Regions from separate parts of the Sus scrofa genome. Here all the other regions are linked to region 3. Evidence: chromatin contacts called from public Hi-C data. All regions are on one chromosome and are shown on one strand. Each heading gives the region's core, a stretch centred on a gene start, on an enhancer-like site or on the middle of the called end of the contact. The rest is flanking DNA. Distances are from core to core; before and after follow the strand shown. Region 1 holds the start of MED23 (mediator of RNA polymerase II transcription subunit 23). Region 2 overlaps ENPP3 (ectonucleotide pyrophosphatase/phosphodiesterase family member 3). Region 3 has its middle 48 kb from the start of CTGF.

Evidence for each region. A called contact is a pair of places that touch in the nucleus more often than the background predicts.
Region 1: a contact with region 3 is called in a Hi-C map of liver, with 4 times the contacts expected there. The contact joins the promoter of MED23 here to the enhancer-like site in region 3. A contact is called at or near these places in 1 of 5 promoter capture datasets (liver), 2 of 47 Hi-C or Micro-C datasets (heart right ventricle and liver) and 1 of 2 datasets of contacts at active chromatin or transcription factors (alveolar macrophages).
Region 2: a contact with region 3 is called in a Hi-C map of liver, with 5 times the contacts expected there. The contact joins two enhancer-like sites. A contact is called at or near these places in 2 of 47 Hi-C or Micro-C datasets (both in liver) and 1 of 2 datasets of contacts at active chromatin or transcription factors (alveolar macrophages).

Annotation. Positions count from the first base shown.
Region 1 is chr1:31,958,133-31,961,234 of Sscrofa11.1, forward strand. MED23 (mediator of RNA polymerase II transcription subunit 23) reads left to right here and starts at 1,802. Exons shown (of 29, transcript XM_021087972.1): 1 at 1,802-2,122; 2 at 2,460-2,491; 3 at 2,646-2,733. The coding sequence starts at 2,075.
Region 2 is chr1:31,923,314-31,926,328 of Sscrofa11.1, forward strand. ENPP3 (ectonucleotide pyrophosphatase/phosphodiesterase family member 3) reads right to left here. Exons shown (of 24, transcript XM_021087960.1): 2 at 2,829-2,951; 3 at 969-1,094. Among named protein-coding and RNA genes, the nearest start is that of ENPP3, 7.6 kb to the right of the region's middle. Within about 2 kb of position 1,743, at least 29 of the 83 cell types and tissues checked have an H3K27ac peak or open chromatin away from gene starts, as enhancers often do. A contact at or near this core is called in liver, where this site is marked.
Region 3 is chr1:31,721,504-31,724,274 of Sscrofa11.1, forward strand. No RefSeq gene overlaps it. Among named protein-coding and RNA genes, the nearest start is that of CTGF, 48 kb to the left of the region's middle. Within about 2 kb of position 1,423, at least 14 of the 83 cell types and tissues checked have an H3K27ac peak or open chromatin away from gene starts, as enhancers often do. A contact at or near this core is called in liver, where this site is marked.

The sequences.
Region 1 (3,102 bases), core at 552-3,051, 240 kb after region 3:
GCTCCTAGAAAAATAATAGAAAAATAGCTTGTCTCTAGAGAGACTTGAGAATGTTCATAGCAAAACTGAAAACAACTGAAATACCTGCCAACAGATAAACTGAACAATAATCTATAGTATATTCACACAATGAAATGCTATACAAAATATAAGGTGAATCTCAATATAAGGTTGTATGAAAGAAGCTAGATACAAAAGAGTAAATACTGTGTGATTCCAATTATATAAACTTTTAGAACAGGTAAACTAATTAATGATTTCAAAACAATGTTTGCCTCTGGGAGGGGAATTGGATGCAAAGGGACTTTAGGAACTTTTTGGGGGAGATAGAAATATCTTGCCTGAGGGAGTGGTTAAACAAGTATGAACATATGTCAAAATTCATGGATCTGCACAATTAAATTTTTATGCATTTCACTGTATGTAAAGTATATATCAATATAGAATGACTGAGAAGGGCATTAAGAAGGTCTAGAAATGGATGGTCAACTTTTGTTCAATGAATAAAATATCAGCAAGTATAATATAAAAATTAATTTTATTTAGTTATGACAAGTAATTCTTACCTGACCATTTTACCTACTTGATTGTACAAGCCATGGGCAACATTTGTAATACAGAGCCGAAACATGGAAGTCTGCTAGATGAAATGAAAACTGTCTTAGAAATGAATATGATTAAAGATAATACACAATAAATAATCTGTTTAGCATACAAAAGGAACAAAAAAGAAAGCTAGAGGGCTTTAGACTTTTTTTTTTTTTTTTTGCTTTTTTAGGGCCACACCCGCACCATATGGAAATTCCCAGGCATATGGAGGTTCCTAGGCTAGTGGTTGAATTGGAGCTGCAGCTGCTGGCCTACACCACAGCCATAGATAGCAACGCAGGATTCCAGCCCCCACTGTGGCCTACACCACAGCTCACAGCAATGCCAGATCCTTAACTCACTGAGCGAGGCCAGGGATCAAACCGAAACCTCATGGTTACTAGTCGGATTCGTTTCTGCTGCGCCACAACAGGAACTCCTAGCTTTTAAAGTTTAATCATTCTGACTCTGTTACCCTTCTAGCTTGGGCAGTCTGAAAAATACATTCTGCAATACAGTTCTTTAAATGCCTAACACAAGTCTAGTACTGAGGGAACGAGTTAAACATTTACCATTTCTACAAATGAGAGTAAGTTTCTACCAAAATGTCAAACTTGATGCTTGAGAGAATAAAGTGGAGTAGGGCGGGGAGGAGGGCACACACGACTCAGTGCATCCTTTCAGACCATGCCTGTGGATCAGTCTTTCTCTTTACCACCCTTGTCCATCTCTATCCCTGCCAAAGAGGCTATAGATATTCTGTAATTGGTAAATTTTATTATTTTAGATGATTAATTGAAAATAGATATTATTATTCAATTATTCTAATGAAAAATTAATACGCTGCGTTCATTCATTTTTTTTTAACCTTCACTGAAACCCTGCTGCTTTTCTGGTTTTGTGCAAGGCACGGAGGTTACCATAGTTGAGAAGACATTGGTTCCTGTCGTCAAGAAAAGTGCAATTCCAACTCCTGACTCCACTCTGCTGACGGACATCCAAAAGGTCAGCCGCTTGGAGGAGCATTTCCGGCCGATTTTGCAGCCCCTGGGTCTCAAACTTTTATACTTCCCAGTATGCCAAAGTTTAAGCACCGAGGAGGAGGAAATTCCTGCTTCAGCGGAGAAGTGGCAGCCTGCAGGCAACGACGCCTCGGGATGACTTAGGCCCCAGGCTCCACTGGGGGGCACTCTCGCCTGGCTCGCGGGCCGCTCTTTCCCACAGGCGGAACCTTAATGGCTGGATCCCTGGTTTCTGCGGGTTTCGTAATCGGCGCGCACCCATCGCTACCTGGCTTCCGGGCAGGCTCCAGTTGTTTGCTGGGCCTTAGAGGGCTCGGCCTCAGCTGGATCCTTGAAGAGGAACGCGACTTTGGCGCGCTGCAGTTTCCTGCGGGCATCTTTAGCCCTCTGGCCCTCTGCCCCTCTATTCCCGGAGTTCCGGCCGGTCCGGGCCGCGCGGTTGACGTCCGAGGAAGGAGGGGGCGATGGTCCAGATGGAGACGCAACTGCAAAGCATTTTTGAGGAGGTGGTGGTGAGTGGAACGGCTAGGGACCCAGGGCCATGGCTGGGCGAGGGGGTGGCGAGGGGACAACGGCCCGGGCAACCTCTCCTAGACTTCTTTGTTGTGATGCCACTTTTGTGTGCAACGGCTGAGGAATTCTGAAATTGCTGTCAAATTCAAAGTCTCCTTCGAAATCCACAACACGCTTTGTTACAGGCCAACAAGACAGGTATTGTTTGCTTCCGCTTGTGGCTGATTAAGGTGACTTGCTCTCTGTTGCATTATATTGTTTTGCTCGGGGAGGCCCCTCCCCCTTTTGTTTTTTAAATTCGCGTTCACCATTTACTTTTTTTTTTTTTTTTTACAGAAAACAGAAATTATAGAAGAGGCTTTCCCTGGGTGAGTGTATGCATGGCACATTTTACCTGAGTGTATCTTTGTATGATATTATTTAGGTCTGTCTTGTATGTAGGTTTATAAGATCCATTATTCTGGTTACGTTGAATTACCTTTTTAAAACTAGTGGCAAACACCGTGATTTTTATTTTTTTAGCATGTTTATGGACAACCCTGAAGATGAAAAAACAAAACTAATTAGCTGTTTGGGAGCCTTCCGACAGTTTTGGGGTGGTCTTTCTCAGGTGAGCACTGCATTTTTAATACACCTGGCTGATGATTTTTGACTTCTTTACATTTTCTTTGATGTTGCTGTTAAGGTCTTTCTGGAAAAGGAAATAACTTGTCTTTTGTTTATTCTAGTATCCTGTTTGTTTCAATTCCTATTCTTCCAGTGGAGAATCTGTATAGAAAAATCAGGTTAACTACAGCACAGTGTGAGATGTTTTTAAAAGTCTTTCCCATGGTAGATTATATAAAACCGTTTTCAACCTATTCTGATTTATTTGGTGCACTTCAGAACAGCTGTGTTAGTGATTGTAATGGATAAAAATTTCACTCATTTCAACAAAGGAACTGGTTTAGCCTTGACATGAAGATCCTATAATAAGGAT
Region 2 (3,015 bases), core at 493-2,992, 200 kb after region 3:
TATGAATTCTTCCTAAATCTCAACAGATGTTCAGAGGGATGGGTGACCCTTTAAAAAAAAAATCTATGGAGTTCCTGTTGTGGCGCAGAGGTTAACGAACCTGACTGGCATCCACGAGGACTCAAGTTCAATACCTGGCCTCGCTCAGTGGGTTAAGGATCCGGCTTTGCCATTAGCTGTGGTGTAGGTCGCAGATGCGGCTCGGATCTGGCATTGCTGAGGCCCTGGCATAGCCTGGCAGCTATAGCTCAGATTGGACCCCTAGCCTGGGAACCTCCATATGTCATGGATGCAGCCCTAAAAAGAGAGAAAGACAAATAAATAAATAAATAAAACTACATCACTTATAAAGTGGCAAAGCAGGTAAAATCAGGAATTGAATAACTTGGATTCTGTGGAGGGAGTTTTGTTTGTTTTTTGGCCATACCCATAGTGCGAGGAAGTTCCTAGGCCAGGGATTGAACCTGTACCACAGTAGTGAAAGCGCTGGGTCCTTAACCCACTGCACCACCAAGGAACTCCATTGGATTCTAATCTTGGCTCTTCATTACCTCCTTGAGAGTCCTAAATCAATAATTAAACCACTAAGGACACAGTAGTTTCAATAATCACACTGGTTTAACAAACTGCCATTTGGGCCAGAGAACTTCTTTTGTGATGTTTTAACTTTAGGATCTGCCATCCAGTGGCTCAAACTGCAAGTAGGTCCAGCATAGTCATTGGACTGACAAAGACCTCGTTTTACAGACAACATGGAATTTCAAGTTTTTTCTTCTTCTTTTCTACAATATCTATGCTATAAACTCCTTTTCTCTATCATGCACAAAACTGTCTTCCCACAATAAATGCATTTGGTCTTTTCATCTATATGGAGTCTCCAAAGATTTTTTGACTTGTTTTAATCGGCAGCCTGGGCCAGCTCTAAGGTCACTGAACTCACAGAGGCAAACAGACCAACACCTGCTTACCTTGGCAAACACTCCTATAGTCAGCACAGCAGTCTTTCTTCTGTAAACAATCATCTGAACAGGAGCAAAGGCTGGATTCTAGTCTGGTCTCCCCACAACGAAATTTATTGCATGTCCACAATCGAGCTATAAAATTACATGATTCGGTTATGAACATATAACTTATTTTAAGCATCCAATACCAAAAATATAAACTCTGTGCATTTCTTTTTGTATTATCGGATGATCAAATCTTAGTTTTCCTGCATTCATAAATGAAAATACATAATACAAATAAGAGGGGGGGGGACAATGCACCCCTTTTCATTTGACATGAGTGGCAGACAAAAATGCAGCTTTATGAGTTTCAGCTCTGGTCTCCCTTACAGGTACACCTCTGAGAACCTCTGAACACTTATCCCATTTCCACCCAAGTGCAGGAGCTCCTGATGGTAAAGAACCATTAACCTTGACTGACTGTTGCCCCCCAAGAGCAGCCCCCCACCCCCAACCCTATCTAGGGACAGACTCCTCCAGGAAGAGGCGATGACAACAGACCCAACACGGTCAGGTCTGTAAGAATGTGGGCAGGTCAGGGTGCCTCCCAACGGAGAGGAAAAAAGTGGTAGATTAGCTCCCCACCCTGCCTCTGGTGTTCCCCCAGGCTAGGCACTTAATATGAGGTCAGTTTCAATAAATCCCAATGCTAGAAAAAAAAGGCTGGACCGAGGCTGCTTCCTGGGGCCACCTGCCAGGAAACAGTGATGAGAATCGACATCGGCCCAGTGCTCAGACAAATGCATTGGCTAAGTGACAGCTGTGCGTTTCAGTTATGCACAGTTCCTCATTCTTCATCACTATGTACTCACAAAAAGATTTGGCGAGATTAATTAAAGGGGATACCGAGTTTATCTGTACAGGGTTACCCCCTTCCTCTTGCCTTTTTCAGAGAGCATAAATAAGGTAAGGAGCTCTACTGTTCTAATCTTCACTCTTTTCCTACCACTAGATACCGCCCACCATCACTTTTCCTGATTTCTTAGAAAATTAAATATCGAACACTAAACTGTCTCTTCTGCCTTGAGAATACAGTATTTCTCAGGTTGTGTTCTGTGGAGCACCAGTATCAGGAGGGCCAAGAATCATCAGCTTTCCAAGGGAGTCTTATGGCATCCTGAAATCTGAGAACCACTGAAAATGAAACTAAATAAGAGGATTAACGTAAGCCACAGTAAAACACTTTTGAAACTGCTGTAATTAGACAGCTTTTCAGCTGCTAGAGGCTGTGTATTCCTCCACCTCAGTGAAAGAAAGTGTGGATTCTGTAGTTAGCACTGTCAAGGGGGAAAAGGTAATAAGAGACCCTGTGTACAAGGTGTTATGGGCTAAATCAGGTCTCTTCTCCCAAAATGTTGAAGTCTTACCACCCCCCCATTACTATGAATGTGAGCAGCTTATTTAGAAAAGGATCTCTTCAGATAATCAAGTTAAAGTAAGGTCATTAGGGTGGACCCTTAATCCAGTATGACGATTATTCTTCACACACAGAGAGAAGACTGGGAAGACAGGGAGAAGGCCATATGAAGACGAAGGCAGAGTTGGGAGTCATGCTGCCCCAAGCCAAAAAAAAAAAAAAAAAACACCAAAGACTGCCAGCAACCCACCAGAACCTAGGAGGGAGGCATGGAACAATCTCATGGCTTCAGGAGGAACCAACCCTGTCAGTACCCCTAGATCTCGGACTTGTGTTTCCAGAACTGTGAGAAAATGAATCTCTCTTGTTTAAGCCACCCAGTGTGGGGGACTTTGCCATGGCGGCCCAAGCAAACTCATGCACAAGGTGTCTGGCGAGCCTTTGTGCCTGTTCTCAGGTATGCGTACTTGATTCCACACAGGTGTCTTCAAAATCCCAGCAGCAGTCGCCTCGGCTTTTACATCCCACGTCACACCGACAGCCCTCTAGTCCTCTATGTGAAGGATCAAAGCATTTTTTCCTGCAGCTTCCTGGAGTGTGAAGGAATAAGGAAACCAGTGCTTAGAAGTTATCTAGTGTCTCTCAGCTGGACGG
Region 3 (2,771 bases), core at 173-2,672:
AGGTTCCCAGGCTAGGGGTCGAATCGGAGCTGTAGCCGCCAGCCTACGCCAGAGCCACAGCAACGCGGGATCCGAGCCGCGTCTGCAACCTACACCACAGCTCACGGCAACGCCGGATCGTCAACCCACTGAGCAAGGGCAGGGACCGAACCCGCAACCTCATGGTTCCTAGTCGGATTCGTTAACCATTGCGCCACGACGGGAACTCCCTGAAGGTAAATTTAAAACGATCACATTGGGGTGGAATGAAAGTGACTTTTAAAAATATTGCTTCCTTTTGCTATCCGGTGGGTATAATCCCAATTCTAGAGATTCTTTCATTTCTAGTAGACTAAAACCTATTTTATGCATCTGTGGTTTCTAGCATGGATATGATTTCTAGGAAATATCTTTTTTTTTTCTTCAGTCACTATTAATATGTCATGGAGAGGATAACTGCAAAAATTTCATGTTGAGGAGTTCCCGTCATGGCGCAGTGGTTAACGAATCCGACTAGGAACCATGAGGTTTCGGGTTCGGTCCCTGCCCTTGCTCAGTGGGTTAACGGTCCGGCGTTGCCGTGAGCTGTGGTGTAAGTTACAGACGCGGCTCGGATCCCGCGTTGCTGTGGCTCTGGCGTAGGCCGGTGGCTACAGCTCCGATTCAACCCCTAGCCTGGGAACCTCCATATGCCGTGGGAGCGGCCCAAGAAATAGCAACAATAACAACAACAACAACAACAAAAAGACAAAAGACAAAAAAAAAAAAAAAATTTCATGTTGAAAAAAATCTATGGAAGTTATAAGTTGAAGACTTTCCTCCTGGTTTCAGACCATTTTATTATTTAAAATTATTTTTTTTATGATAGTTGCTTTACATTGTTCTGTCAATTTCCGCTGCACAGCAAAGTGACCCAGTCAGACCATTTTAAATACTAGAAGGATATACATATATGCCTGTTACTTGTTTTTACTTCGAAGTACACTAAATGTAATTGAAATATCAAAAACAAGGATATAAGCCACAGATCAGAAATGGATATTTACTCTGTGAACCTGAAGTGAACTTTGGATCGTTTTTCTTCTGACAACACAGCTGTGGTTAATTGTCTACCACCTCTGCCCTCAGTATCAATCCCTAGAGAAACACCCCCCTTCCCCCTCCCTCACCCTACACACACACACACACACACACACACACACACACACACGCACAGAGGAAAGCAGGCAAGCTTCTATATATACAACTTTTATTTGTCAATCCACATTTCTTAGCTTAGAGACACTTAGTCTACAGAAGGTTTTTTTCCTACCTTACAAATATTTAGACTGGCCAAAAACCAGGGGAAAGGCCATGATAAAGTTTGACTTGGTACTTAGGAAAGCACCCGCACACCAAATTCCTGTGATAGGCTTCAGCGTCAACTGTCATCACATTCAGTTTCAAAGTTCAAACAACAGTTTCAATTGTAGATAAACACGTACCCAGAGATCCAGGCAGGACAGTTACTGCGGCTAATGGCAGAAAAGAGTCAAGGGTTACAGCCTTTCCTGGAGGATTTAGGAGTTCAGCTCCATTCCGGTCTGTCTTATCTCCCAAAACAGGACCAACCGGGCCAACTGGCCTACCTGTCCTCTTCATATCTACTTACCATGCTGGAACCTGAATACTTGCCTTCTTCTCCCTAAGGTTTGCCCTCTTTTCTCTGATTCTTGGAAATATTTAAGTTTCCACCTGATTTTTTTGCTTTGCCATGAATAAACTACCTGGCTAGAAAATGCTGTATAGGAGTTACTTACCTCATTTAAGAAGTTCTGATTGGAGGCATGGCAGCAGCAAAATTAGGGATAAATAAATAAAGGCTTTGCTGTTCATTTGAAAAGGAAAGAATAGCCTTTGTTGAAAAAGTAGGATAAAGACATTTCTGTATTTGATCATATGGATTTACCATTCAAATTGGGAAAGCAGAGACTAGTCACATGTTTTAAGTTGATGAAAGAGGGAAAGAAAGGGTCTCTTTCAAGATGAGAAGAAAAAAAAAATACTGTATAAAAACAACTGTACGAAAGCTAAGTAGGAACAGATGTGGATGTCTTTTCCTTTAAAAAATCATCACAGAATTTATAGTCTGACATTTCTTTTAAGAACAGGGGATTAACAAAAATGAAACCACTGCATATTGCAAGCTGGTCCCAGTGACACTTGCAGAAAATATCAGAAGTAACCACAAATGGAAAAATGCCCAAAATGTATCTCTCCAGTGGAGGCTAGAATGCCCTTTCCTCACCTATTCACCTGAAGAGCTCCAATGCATCCTTCAAGTCCTAGTCCAGTTGTCACCACTTCTGAGAAGCCACTGCTGCTACTGCCAAGCAGCACCCAGTGCCTCCTTTATGATCCCTGGCACCTGGCCCATGGCTCCATTATAACATTTACCATCTTTTAGGGATCATTTACACATCTGCTGCCTCCCCTCTTTCTCTAAGACTATAAGGATGGTAACTTGGTTTTCATGCACTCCTGGTGTCTAGAAAAGGGGAAAGGCATCTATCCATTTAAGATCTGCTAAGATGCTCTACATAGAGGCAACTGTGTCTGCATGTGTTCTGAAGAATATATAAAAATCAATGAGACACTTCTACAAAGAAGTAGATATCCTTCTGCTAAGTGCAGATAAAAAGCATAGTTATTATACATAAGACAAATATAGACAGACTATGAGAGGTGGAGAAAATGCAGACAGGCTAGGGACCTCAAGACCCAAGGAACAACATTGATTTGTTCAACAACTA